Linked DNA regions of Sus scrofa: regions 2, 3 and 4 are each linked to region 1. A link is a contact called in public HiChIP or PLAC-seq data. All regions are on one chromosome and are shown on one strand. The core of a region is the stretch at or near the end of the contact, and the rest is flanking DNA. Distances in the headings are between cores, read along the strand shown.

What was found. HiChIP or PLAC-seq counts read pairs in DNA pulled down with a chosen protein or histone mark.
Region 2: a contact with region 1 is called in an H3K27ac HiChIP or PLAC-seq map of skeletal muscle. The contact joins the promoter of GPR157 here to the promoter of ENO1 in region 1. A contact is called at or near these places in 2 of 2 datasets of contacts at active chromatin or transcription factors (alveolar macrophages and skeletal muscle).
Region 3: an H3K27ac HiChIP or PLAC-seq map of skeletal muscle shows a contact between it and region 1. The contact joins the promoter of RERE here to the promoter of ENO1 in region 1. A contact is called at or near these places in 3 of 47 Hi-C or Micro-C datasets (liver and skeletal muscle) and 1 of 2 datasets of contacts at active chromatin or transcription factors (skeletal muscle).
Region 4: a contact with region 1 is called in an H3K27ac HiChIP or PLAC-seq map of alveolar macrophages. The contact joins the promoter of SLC2A5 here to the promoter of ENO1 in region 1. A contact is called at or near these places in 1 of 47 Hi-C or Micro-C datasets (epiblast stem cells) and 1 of 2 datasets of contacts at active chromatin or transcription factors (alveolar macrophages).

The regions. Positions count from the first base shown.
Region 1 is chr6:69,400,220-69,403,470 of Sscrofa11.1, forward strand. ENO1 (alpha-enolase) reads right to left here and starts at 1,445. Exons shown (of 12, transcript XM_021095279.1): 1 at 1,274-1,445.
Region 2 is chr6:69,580,000-69,583,250 of Sscrofa11.1, forward strand. It overlaps GPR157 (G-protein coupled receptor 157), which reads right to left and starts at 1,657. Exons shown (of 4, transcript XM_021095284.1): 1 at 1,166-1,657. The coding sequence starts at 1,552.
Region 3 is chr6:69,257,233-69,260,483 of Sscrofa11.1, forward strand. It overlaps RERE (arginine-glutamic acid dipeptide repeats protein), which reads right to left and starts at 1,623. Exons shown (of 24, transcript XM_021095277.1): 1 at 1,223-1,623.
Region 4 is chr6:69,534,229-69,537,479 of Sscrofa11.1, forward strand. SLC2A5 (solute carrier family 2, facilitated glucose transporter member 5) reads right to left here and starts at 1,566. Exons shown (of 13, transcript XM_021095282.1): 1 at 1,015-1,566. The coding sequence starts at 1,047.

The sequences.
Region 1 (3,251 bases), core at 195-2,694:
CTGAACCCCGGACCAGGGGCAGCGTGAGTGGACCCGCCGGCCGCCACCTAGGTGCGCCGAGGGCAGGTCAACAAGTGGCCCGTACGGCCCATGGGGAAGACCTCCCTGCAGAGGAAGCACAGAAAGAGAATTTTTCTTAAAATACATCCTTTTTATGTTAGATAAGGGGCCGATTGTTGGTGGCCAGCCGGGGGAGCCGGGATCGGCTCGTGCCCGACTTGGGCGAGGTCGCTTGGAAGGCTTCCCAGTGACCACACGGCTCGGCTGCAGCTTCCCCATGAACAAGAGCCTTCTGAAGGCGGATCATGCCTGCTCATCCCGGAGCAGCGACGGGCTGGACACCCAGACGTCAGGCCACCAGCAGGAGGCAGGGGCTGCGCTTCCCGGGCAGGTCTCCTTTCCGGGCCCCTCCCAGCATTTTCGGAACGGCCTGGCTTTAATGAGCACGCGGGTTGGGCCTGGAGCACTCCCCAAACCATCCACTCTCACCGCCTGCTGTCCTGGGGACCGCGTGCTCCACCCCCGACTTCCCGGGACAGTTACGCGGCTCCGAAACACGTAATCACAGGCTGAGCTGCATCCTTCCCCTTCGGAGAATCCCGGCGCCGCGCCCTCATCTCGGGCGGCGAGTCTGGCCCCGGGGAGCCGCTCGCGCGCGCCGACAAACCCCTTCCCGGCCCCCGCCGAAACCCTGGGCACGCCGTCTGGGGGACAGGAGCGCCCGCGGGCCTGGGGGACCCACGAGCCGCTTCCCCGGGCGCTTGCTCGGCAGCCCTCCCTCGAGTCCTCACCCGGCCGCTGAAGGTCGCCGCCCGAGGAATAAGCAGAGGGAGCTGCAGACGCCGAGAGCGAGCGTTAAGCCAAAAGGTCCGGGCGCTCCGAGTCCCCCCAGCTAGTCTCTGCGCCGCGGGCCTGGACTTCCTGCCCTGCTCAGGAGACCCCGCCCACTTCCCGCCCCTCGGGCCCGCCCACTCCGTGCCGCCTCGCCATTGGCCCGGCGCGCCGTCACTCGGGCCCTCCCCTCCCAGGGAGAGGCGAGACTGCGGTGGCCGCCACCGCCCAGAAGAGGGGGCGACATCCTTCAGAGGTCGGGCGGGGCTGGGCTGGGGGCCTGACTTCCCGGCGCCCGGGATGGGGGGCGCGCGAGCCCCCGCCTCCTTTCGCTCCCGCCCCACGTGGGGACCCCAGGCTGAGCCTGGTCTGTGCCGCCTGGGCCCCGGGGCAGGGGCGGGGCGGCGCGGCCGGCATGAGGGCTCGGGGCTCGGTCACGTACTCCGAGTCCCGCACGCACGCAGCGTCGCTCCGGCGCCGCACGTCCGGCCCACGACCTTGGTGACGACCTTCGCAGCCCGCCCTTCCGGGCCGGCCCACCCCACTCCCCGCAGCGCTGTGCCCGCGACCCTGTCGGCCTGGAGACGTTGGCGGCCGCGTGGCCAGACTGCGCTCCCGCGCCGCAGAGCCGCTAGCCGGGCCACGTGCGCCCACTCGCGCCTGCGCGCCCGGCCGCCCGCCAAGGTGACCTGGTTCCTTTGTCCTTGTCGTTGGTCACACCTGAGTATCAGACCGAGAGCCAAAAGGAAATTGACTTTCCCTTAATTACACACTTCCCACGTGCGTGCCCTGGGTTAGTTCGCTGTGTGGATCTTAATGTTGCATGTGATGCTTTGAGATTGGAATTTCACATAAACCTGGAGATTTCTCAAAGTTCAAAACAGGTAACATTACACTGTAGTCTGACAAATGAAAACAGGCAAGAGTGGGCGCAGTTATTTTCTCTTCTTGAGAAAGAACTCACACCCATTTCAGATCAGTTCTGCACGCTTTCCCTGCTCAAGGGAGGGCTTCCTTTTCTAATGGAGTTACTTTTCGTATTTTCCCAGTTTGTGAGTTTGTAAGCTAAAACAATGTCATACATTGCCATATTTTCCACATCGTCTTGCATAGATTCATGTATGTATTTGAGTTTAATCGTTTCTTCTGGCCAGCTGTAAAAACTTGCTGTACTTCCTTAACTCTTAGAGTGTGGTAAAGGTGAAGTCCTATTGAGTCCACAATCATTTGTTTTCTATTGACTAGGAAGAAAGAACTGTAGGATTAAATTCAGCAAAAAAGCGACAAGGAAATTATAAAATGTTTCCTAAAAAATTATATGAACTCGGCAAGGAGAGTTTGTGATTTCACCGGCAATACACTGATGTTTCAGACTTCTTAAAACCGTGGTCCCAGCCCCATGACTCAGCAGCTAAATCAACAGCCACCATCTCCTAAACCTTAAAAACTCTGCAGAAATCAGACACTAATTTTTAGAGCAAGTCTAAGGTGTAGCCCACAAAGGGCTCCAAAGCAATCTCTTTCATTTTATGTTAAAAATGGTTAGAGAGATAAAGGTGGAAAGACAAGGCTCTCTGGCCACAACCAGTGATTCCTAGCAGGGAATTGAATGTAGAACATGATCTCAGACAGCTGCTGTTGCAGGATTCTTGGAGCCCGACTGCACAGTGTTGAGGGCACAGCGTTCTGAGCCAGCACTTCGACCTTAAATCGGAGCTGAAATGTGAATGATTAGTACAGATGCCCTCAGATCCCTTCCAAAACCACAGGTGGCCAAATGTCCTGGGGGTCTTCTCTGCACTTGAGGCTCTGTTAGCAAGTGGTGGGACTCACATTTGCCTTTCATCCAACAAAGGGGCAGTTATCTTGTTACAGGTATTTAGTTATGATTTATCACTGACAGTAGGCTTGTTGAGCAGTTTTAGTGCGGTGGCATACCAAAGGCACTTGTCATCCGAAGACTGCACCTTGAAGCACTGTAGTGCCCCTGTGAAATTTGCAGGGGGACACCAGGATTGAGGGAAGAGGAATCTGCAGCAGCCCGTGGTCCATCTAGACGACAGATTCCTTTTTATTTTTATTTTTTTTGTCTTTTTAGGGCTGCACTCACAGCATATGGAGGTTCCCAGGCTAGGGGTTGAATCAGAGCTGTAGCCGCTGGCCTATGCCACAACCACAGCCACGCCAGATCCAAGCCTCCTCTGTGACCTACACCACAGCTCATGGCAACTCGGGATCCTTAACCCACTGAGTGAGGCCAGGGATTGAACCTGTGTCCTCATGGACGCTAGTCAGATTCGTTTCCTCTGAGCTATGACGGGAACTCCTGTATGACAAATTCTGTTTGCGGTCCATGCACCTGCTGGGCAGTGGAAGAAGTGACAGACCTCTTTCAGAAGGCAGGGCTTTAGCCAAATAGG
Region 2 (3,251 bases), core at 407-2,906, 180 kb after region 1:
CTCTGCGGCACCTGAGGCAGGTCTGAATGCCTGGTTGCACAAACTCCGACTTGAACGGCTGAGAAGCAGGCCTTTGGTTTCCCAAGGACCAGCTGGCCTCCATCCAACAGCTCTGAGACCTGCAGGTCAAGTGACTCTTACAGACTTGTGACCTCACTGTTGTGACACCCAGGTGACCTGTCTCTACCAAAGTGCTGACTGTCCTCAGTCCCTTGGAAAGAACTCAAGTATTCAACAGAGAAGACCTATAATTAGGGCAGCATTTGGTGCTCTTATCTAGAGGAGGGAGAAGAGGCAGGAAGCTCTATAAATTCCTGCCTTGGGTTCAGCACAGGACACCTCCAGATGTTTGAATCCTGAGATTACACCAGGAAGGGGCAACCTTCTCCCATAGGTGAAGGTAACTTGGGCAGACACTTCCGTGGCAGGGCAGGACCAGGCCTTGATTTTCTCTGCTCTCAGAGACTGCAGGCAGCTGGCAGCTCTCCTTCCAGACCAGCCTCTGCCACTGACCCTCAACTTCAGAGCTGCTGAACTCCAGAAAGAAAGTCAAGATCTAGAACCGAGATAATGAGGGATTGGGGCCTGAGGTTTCGAGATGAGCAAAGATAAGAATAAACAGGACTGTTCTTCCTAAATTTTACAGCCGAAGCTCTGCGCACGGCTGGCACAGAGCTGGGTGGAGGGAAGCCTGGGAGTTGCTGAGTGGACCACACTCATGGCCCAGCCTGGTTCCCAGGTGCTGCTCCTCAGCCCCGCCCACAGCAGAGATGGCCAGGATGCAGCTAAGCAGGAGGCCAAGGGCCCAGCTGAGGTGCTTCCAAGTTACCAGAAGTGCTCTGAGGGCCAGCTCTGGGCCCCTGCCCTCCAGGGGCTGCTCTGAGGCGCTTACCTCATTGGGAGGCTCAAGCTGGGGCCACCTCAAAGGGGTACCCCTGGCGGCGATGTTCAGAACAAGCTCATCTTCTCGGCAAGCCTAGCATCACTCCGCTGGCCCCGAGCTGCCCCGGGGCAGGAGCAGACACCAGACCCTGCCAGCCGGGGGCCTGGCCAGGGGTCCGACCAAGAAGCGGGGACCAGAGGGGGGCGAGAGTCACAGGGGCAGCAGAAAAGGCCCAGGAGGGTGTCAGGGGACCAGAGGGAAAGCTGCGACCGCCGCTGCCACCCACCTGACGATGTGGAAAGCCCAGAACAGGCGACTGGCCCCCTGCCCACGTACAGTGCGGACGATGCTGAGATACAGGTAGAGGGCGATGGCCACCGTCCAGAAGAAGGAGCTGGTGTTGGCGAAGGTGGACAGCGCGCCCTGAAGCACGCAGTCCCAGGAGGGGCCCTCGAAGTCCCGCAGCACCCCGTAGAAGTAGGAGGTGGCCGAGAGCAGGTCAGCCAGCGACAGGAAGAGCAGTAGGCGCCGCGCCCTGCTGCGCAGGTCGGGCCACAGGGCGTGCGTGGCCACCAGCAGGCCCGAGCCGAGCGCGGACAGCACGCACGAGAGCAACACCACGATGCGCTCCGACGGCATCAGCTCGGTGGGCGGCGCGGGAGGAGACATGGCCGGGCGCGGAGCGGGCCGGGGCGCCGCCAGGACAGAGGCCCGGCCCCGCGTCCGGCAGACGCCGTCTGGGCACCGACCCACGAGCCGCTAGCGCCCCAGCGCCCGCCCCGCCCGAGTCCCTGCCCCTCCCGGCCCTCCCGGCCCACCCTGGGCCCCGCGCCCGCGCCCCGCCCCGCCCCTGCTCCTAGGCCCCGCCCCGCCCCTGCTCCCAGGCCCCGCCCCCGCCCCACGCCACGCCCCCGCGCCCTCCGCGCTCCACCCGGTGGCGCCCAAGTCCGCCCCGCCCTCGCGCCCCACCCCCGCCCTCGAACCACGCCCCTGCGTGTCCACGCTCCACCCCGTGGCCCCCACGTCCCGACTGTGGCCCCGCGCGGGGCTCTGAGCCTTTCCCTGCCCAGCGCCCCAGACCCCAGGCAAACCCCCAGCTCCCCAGCACCATCCCTAAGCCCCGCCCCTGCCCCCCGGTTCCTTTCATGCCCGTGGTCCATTCCTCAGCGCTGCACTACCCCCCCTCCCCACAGAGCCTCTGGCTCTGGCCAGACAGCTAGGACGTCCAGTTCTGGGGAGGGATGGACTGGCATTTTTAGGGCTAATATTACCTTCTTTCGTTAGAGCCAGGCTCTGTGTGTGTGTGTGTGTACACAAGTTTGTGCAACCATCATCTTTATCTAATTCCACGTGTTCATTCCCTCGAAAAGAAACACAGTAGTGTCAAGGGGTGATGGGTCCAAAATGGAATCACTTGTGCTAAGCTCACATCACCAAACCGAAATTTAATACTTAATGTAATTGTAGTTTCAACCTCTCCCAGGAATGTAACCTTAACCAGTCAATCTGGAATTTCCTGCTCAGCACTAGTGAAGCAACCCATCAGAGAGACCCCTGCCATGTGCCTAAAGAAGGGAGTCTTGCCTGAAATAATCAGCTCTTTGCTAGAATCCGTCCCTTGTCCCATCTCTTGTCTATGAAACCCTTCCACTTCGTACAGCCCTTCAGAGTGATGCTGCATGATTCATGATTGGTGAATAAAGCCAATAAGATCTTTAGGATTCACTCAGTTGAATTTCATATTTTACCTGTAGTCATTCTGCATCGCTCTCTCCCCTCCAGTTCCTGGCAACTACTAATCCAACTTCTGTGGATTTACCTTTCTGGAAATTTCACAGAGATGGGATCAAATAATAGGTGGTCTTTTGTGACTGGCTTCTTTCACTTTGTCTTCAAGTTTCATCCACATTATAGCATGTACAGGGCTTCATTCCTTTTTGTGGCTGAGTAATGTTCCATTGTACAGATATCCCACATTTGTTTTTCCGCCTATTAATTGATAACCACATTTGGCTATTATAAATAAAATTGCTATGAATGTTCATATACTTTTTTTTTTTTTTTTTTTTTGTCTTTTTAAGGCTAAACCTGAGGCATATAGAAGTTCCTGGGCTAGGGGTTGAATCAGAGCTACCATTGGTGGCCTACACTACAGCCACAGCATCACAGGATCTGAGCCTTGTCTGCGACCTACACCACAGCTCGCAGCAACACCGGATCCTTAACCCACTGAGAGAGGCCAGGGATCAAACCCGCATCCTCATGGATACTAGTTGGGTTCGTTACTGCTGACTCATGATGGGAACTCCTCATATCCAAGTTTTTGTGTGGACATAGATTTTCAGTTCTCTTGGGTGCATACCCAGGA
Region 3 (3,251 bases), core at 373-2,872, 140 kb before region 1:
CAAACACAGGGCTTCTAACTACTGCTCCCATACTATTGTGAACTTGCTGTTAAGCCTCTGAAACGTCTGCCTTGTGTTATTTTACCAGGCAATGTAAATTTTCAGAAAGGCAATTGCCTCCTAGAGCCCAAATCTAACACACATAAAAATGTGGAGTTGGTTCTGCATCTGGAAATAATTGCCCACAGATCAGCAGGCTTACATGGGATATTGTTCCCGTCTGCGTGGTTTCAAATCATGTCTACTTTGGACCTAGAGTTCCTATGGAGGAAAAAAAGGGGGGGAGGTATCAGAATATAGTAATTTTGGCACATAATTTCAAGGACTTTGTCAACTCTGTTCTCCTCAACTTTCACTCACTGTATCTTAAAGTGCAAAGACACAGGCTTCAAAGGGGAAAATTCATCTATTGACCTCAGTGTTCATTCACATTTTTTTTTTTAATTTCCACATGGCTGAGAGTAAAACAAAGTAACCTATTAGAAGAGCTTCTCCCCAAGATTCACCCAAACAGCCCCAAGAAGAGCAGTGGCACCAGTGAGCCTGGAAGGGGAAAGGCTGAGAGTAAAACAAAGTAAGGGCTTCTTAGCAAACAGACGCGGTCAAGCAGGTCTCCCCAAGGCTTTAACCTGAGCCAGAGATCGGAGTAAACAGAGGGAGGGGGTGGGGAAGCCACCACCTCAAACCAAAAACTCGAAGTGATCTTCAAAACTATCTCTGCATTTTAGCTAATCTGGTAAAGTAAGTATTTTGATCCAAGAAACAAATTCTACGTCACTTAAGCAGCTCCAAATTACTTTACAATCAACTCCATCCAACTCACTTTATTTTTAAACTTAAATTTACTCCATAGTAAGCAATAAAGTTTTGGATCAAACAGCAGCTTTTAGACTATACACTGCTTCAGCTTTCCTTTTAAAGAAAACGCACACACCCATACACCCATACACACACGCACGCATACACACACACACACATACAAATACACACCTTAAAAAATAGTGTTTTCTCTGCCCTAAACATGTTTCTCATTTGGTTTAGTAAACTGGGATTTCTGGAGTTTGGGCAATTAAAAACAAAAAAACAACGAGGAAACCCAACAGAAATGCAAAATGGAACGCAGCAAATACCTATTCCTGATTCCTGGAAAGCCACCACTATTCTTAGTAATTCCCTAGTTGCTCATCTCTCTAGGGTCAGCTACTGCACTCCGTACACCCACCTCCGAGAGCCCCTGCGCCCACACTTGTCCAACTTCCTGGCCCGAGACCGCGTCCACCTCGCAGCAAGAGGGGCCGGCCACTTGCCTGCGGCCGGTCGGTCGCAGCAGGAGCTGAGCCCTCCGGCCTCCACCGCCGCCGCCGCCTCCTTCACCACCTCCTCCGGCGCATGGGCCCCCCGCAAACTCTGGCCCGCGGGCACCGACGGGACGGGCGGGAGCTCGGGGCGTGAAATGCACTTGCTAAACAAAAGGAGGCCCCGGCGGCCGCAGGGCAGCAAGGCGCGGGCGCCGGTCCCGGCGGCTCTGAGGCTGCAGGAGGCCGTGGCCGCGCCGGGCCCCGCCCGCGACTGGGGGAAGCGGCGGCCGCAGCTCGCACTCCTTCAGCCCCGGCGGCCGGGCCAACACTGCCACATGCCTGTGACCCAGACGCTGGGAGAGAAAGAGCAGCCTCCCCGCCGCGGCGGCGGCGGCGGCGGCGGCCGGCAAAACCCGGGCTGGAGCCTGGCCCACTCCGCGCGCGCCCCTGCCGGCCGCCACCGGGGGCGCGCGCGCACACACACACAAAGCCGAAGCAATTTTATCTGCGGCCCAGCTTGGCCAGCCTCCCCTCCTCCCCAGTCCTCCCTCCCCTCCCGACAGCCGGAACCGGGAGGCTGCTTGATTGATGGCAGCTCTTAAAAGCGTGGTCAGCTAGAAAATGCATCTGCAAGCAAGATATTAAAGAGGCAGCGCAGCCCCGTGAGTGATCAGCAGTTCACACATCCTAGAGCTGCCGCTGATTTCGCCAGGAATATTAATGCCAACCACCTCTGAAGTCTAACAAATGCAGATGAAATAACCAACAATCACAGACACGATGAACACGATTTGTTTCAAACGCACAAGAGAAAGAAGCATTGTTTGGTGTGGAACAAAATTTCTGACCTCAATTTGCCTTACAGTTTAAGAATGCTTTGTTAGTCATTTGTTTAAAAGTCTTCTCTCCAATCTTTTTTCCCCAAGAAAATAAGGACTCATCTGCTAGAACTGGGCTTGACTGAAATTCATCTAATAAGGAAGCACAATAAATACACATTCCTTGCCATGTAGCCTTAAGAAAACATATAACCCCATGGGCTACCAGATTCCAGACCCCTCATTAATTCCAATGTTATGTGCATCTAAATAGAATTACCAATAGTAAATTTCAAGTTAGTTTCTTCCATTCCCCTAATCTGGTAAATAGCGATGAACTTGCTAAGTTTTACAAAAATTAAACTACATTTAAACCATGCTATTTCCTAGTAGTAACAGTAATGATCATTTTGTCCTATCAAATAATATCATCTATAGCAAATTTTTAAAAATACATTCCTATGGAATATAAATTCAAAGTATTAAACTCAATGGCAACCCAAATTTGAAAGGTATAAGCTCAAAATTTAAATGATCGCTTTTGGTATCTTTAATATTACACCTTTTGCCTTCCAGGCACATTTCATGGAACTCTAAAATAGCTTTATGAATGTTACTGGACCTTCCAATAACATTATTAGGTACCCTTAACGATAGGTGAAGATTTAGATTAAAGTGATTTGCCCAAAGTCTCTCAAGGAGGGGGTGAGGGGATGGAGAGTAAGCATGGAACCTAGGGATCCCACCTCACTGGCATAGATAACCAACCTGACTTGTGCATTGGCTACTTCAACATCATTGTGCTAATTTGCTTTAAAGAAAACTGAAGTGATTCTACAGGAGATAGAAAGATCTCTGAAACTACTAATATAGCTCACATACTGAGAGCCAAAGCTAATGAGGCATGATGCCTTTGCCACCCTGAAAAGTGGCTGTGATCAATACAAGTCAGAGGTGGTCTACGGCTCACCTCTAAGTCTCTGCTCTAAGCTCCCTAAACACCACTCTTCAAGGAGACCATCCTGAGGGGACCTGCGGCTTAAAAATCTGCCTCGTAACCAAGTGGCTCTGAGACCCCTCCATCTATGCCAGAGATGAGGTCGGCCATAAAGCCAAGCTACAGAAGCCAGTCCTG
Region 4 (3,251 bases), core at 316-2,815, 130 kb after region 1:
GTGACAACGCCAAGTCCTTAAGCTGCTGACCCACGAGGGAACTCCTCCCCAAACTTGCTCTCTGTCTATGAGCTACAGCGCACGTACCCAACCCTGCCTATGGTGAAGGTCTTAGATCCATATGCAAATAATTAATGTGCACAGAAAGTACCTCCCACCGTCAATATAAGCAGATGCTGTTGTGATGAATAAAATGCTTATTTCTTAAAAGTGTTAATAGAGTCACATTATGTTTCTGTCCTTATGTGTGTTCCTCAGTCAAGAGACTCTAAAAGTACAAGGCAATTCTATGGAAGGCAGGGGTGAGAGGGGAGAGGGCCAGAAAAATCTTTTGTCTCTAAAACAGAGAAGTCGCATTATCTAAAAAGGTAGGGAATCTCTGCTACAGATTTGAGGTAAATTCAAATCCTGCAACATCTTTTCCGAGCCTTTCTTCTTTGCATGCTGGCTCTTTACATGCTGAAAACGTTCATGAAAAGGCTCGGAAGCCAAAATAAAAACAAAGCAAACACATCTCACTAGCCATGTGTAAGGATTTTGCTGCAGTGCCAGAAGCCCTTCACCTCAAATGCTTATGGTTAAGGACATTGTGACAAATTCTCCTTTGAGTCTCATCAACTCGGCGGCAGGTACTTTTTTTCCTTTTGGCTGCACCCACAGCATGCAGAAATTCCCCGGACCAAGGATCGAACCGGCACCCCAGCAGCGATCCGCGCTCCTGCGGTGATAACACCGGATCATTCACCCCCTGCCTGGGCCACAAGAGAACACCCCGGTTCCAGGTAGTTTTAAAAGCTGTTTCAGGAGAATGATTTGCAAAGAAGCTCTAAATCCGAACGTCTCTAAATGTCTCTCAAGTCCCTGTAGAAGTCCAGCTGCGGGGTGAACTCCGAGGGGCAGGTCCCCGCAATGGTCCGCCACGGCACAGAGCTCCCAAAAGCATCCCCTAGCAGCGATCAACTGGTCCTGCGGGTGGGCTGCTTCCCCCCCTGCCTCCCTGGACAGCACACTTACCCCTTCCCTCTTGACCGGCTCCTGGGGCTCCATCTTGGGTCTGGACGTGCAGAGTTCTGCTTATTTCCCTTCAGCCAAAATAACAAATGCACTGGATGGCGAGAAAAGACATTCTGGCTGTACTTTGGCCGGGCCAGGTAACAGCCAATAGCATTTTTATAGGCAGTCTCAGCCAGAATAACCCTTTCGGGAACCTAGAGGTGGGTCTTGTTTTCGCTTCTTCTTTCAAACGAGATGTCTGGGGTCTGGCTCAGCAAGCGGGCACCCCCCAGGGACCGCAGACCAGACCGCAGGCACCGTGCCTTCCTGAGTTGGGACAGTCTGCGGTATTTCCTTACTGCCTGCAAAAGCCTCCACTGGTCGGGCTCGTGGTGAGTGACTGGAAGGGTTATTTCTGTCACAAACACATGGAAAGCAACAGGTGCCACCGACCCCACAACACACCAGGTAACACGGGGGCAAGGCATAGGGTCATCAGAGGCTTCTCCGAGTGGCCCCTGCCAGGAAGCCTGCAGCCACGCCTCTCCAGCAGAGAGTCGAATTTTGCCAGATTTGACCCTAGGCACCACTTTCTCAGAAAGCTGATTTTCCTTTTTAAGGAACTCAGGGTTGGCTTAGAGATGCGATTTTCTGTGCAATCATCACTCTTGCAAAAGCAGTAAATATTTCATTTCCTTTTATCTGCAGGGCAGGGAAAGTGAGTCACCGCTGTTTGACTGGGCCCTCCACGCATGGCCGGGCCACCGTCGGCCCCCTGCACTCAGCACGTGTTCAGCTGCCCTGGGGCACACAGGCTCAAGTGGCCAAAATCCAGAGCAAAGTCCCACAAGACCCATTGGGTTTCATCTTTCCTGGGCCCATTCCCTGCTTTATTTGCTGTGGTCCAAACCAGTTCCTGGAGTCACCTCTTTCCCTAAGCCACCTTCAAAGACAGTTAAGGGGGCCCCACTCTGTGTTGGGGGCTGGTCCTGGCATCCATGGAATTGTGACCAGGCGCCTCCGTGCGGCAGGCTTGGAGGAGGGGGGACAGTGTAATTAGCCTGTGTGCGCTGCCGGTGGTCTGTGCTTTCTGATTCAGAGAGGGATGGGGACCGTGGGGGTGGGGTGGCACCATTTCCTTCCCTGTCCTTTCCCTTCTGTGTCACAGCCCTGACACAAGGATTTCCAACTAAGGGTTGGCCAAACCCGAGGTTTCCAGTTATTTCGAAGAGTTTTGAAAAATTCTCCAAAGAAAATGCGCTTTAGTTGGGGGCAGGGGTACAGGATGCTGGGGACAGAGGAAAAGGGTTCAGGCGGCACCACCAACGACAAAAAAAAAAAAAAAAAAAATGTCAAAAGGCTGCCAAGTCAGAGAAGGGGACGGGGACACCCTGGCCCCCAGCCTCACCCGCCCCTCCAGGAGTGGGGGTGGGGGCCCAGGGCCGGAGGGGGCTGTCCTGTCCCCAGTACCTGGCTCAGGCAGGTCCCAGGGCCTCCAGGACGCAGCCTTGGGAGTCACCAACGCCTCAATGGCCCCGGAGCGCAGCGCGGGGGTTGGGGGTTGAGAACGCGGGGAGGCTGCCACCCGCGCGGGGCCGCGGAGCCTGGGCGCCCGGCTGCTGGATGCTCGGCCGCCGCGGGGCCGCCCAGGCGTCCGTGCCAGGTCCCCCTCCCCTCTGCCCTGCACCTCCTCAGCCCAGGACCGTCGAGCCCTGCGGCGGGCGGAGCGGCACCGGTCCCTGCCTCGGCGGCCTGGCTGGGCAGCTAGGGCTCCGGTGGGCCTGGAACAGTCGGGAATGGGCCCAGAGGCTCGGGGACTAACCCCTACCCAGGTCCTCTGCGTCCCCTGCCAGGTCCTTCGCAGCCCGGGGCCCGGGGCCCCGGGCACAGCAGCCTCTGGGTCTCAAGCTGCCATCAGTCCCGATGGGGTTGGGGGGAGGGAGTCCTTTGAGCGCCCATAGATCTCTGGACTCAGAATGGAGAATGGCCGCTGGTGGGAGGCAGGGACTGTCCCTGCTGGGGGTCCTTCAGGAACCTAGCCTGGGCTTGCCCACTGCAGGGGTCTTTTCCTGATCTTTCCATGTGTATATATCACCCATGGGAGCTGAAAACCCGGGGCAGGGGTGGGGTCTCATTGCAGGGGTGGAGTCTCATTGCAGGGGTGGGGTCTCATTGCAGGGGTGGAGTCTCATTGCAGGGGTGGGGTCTCATTGCTGTCCCGGGGCCCTCGCCCTCCTTCCCGCCCTGCCCGCGTCTTT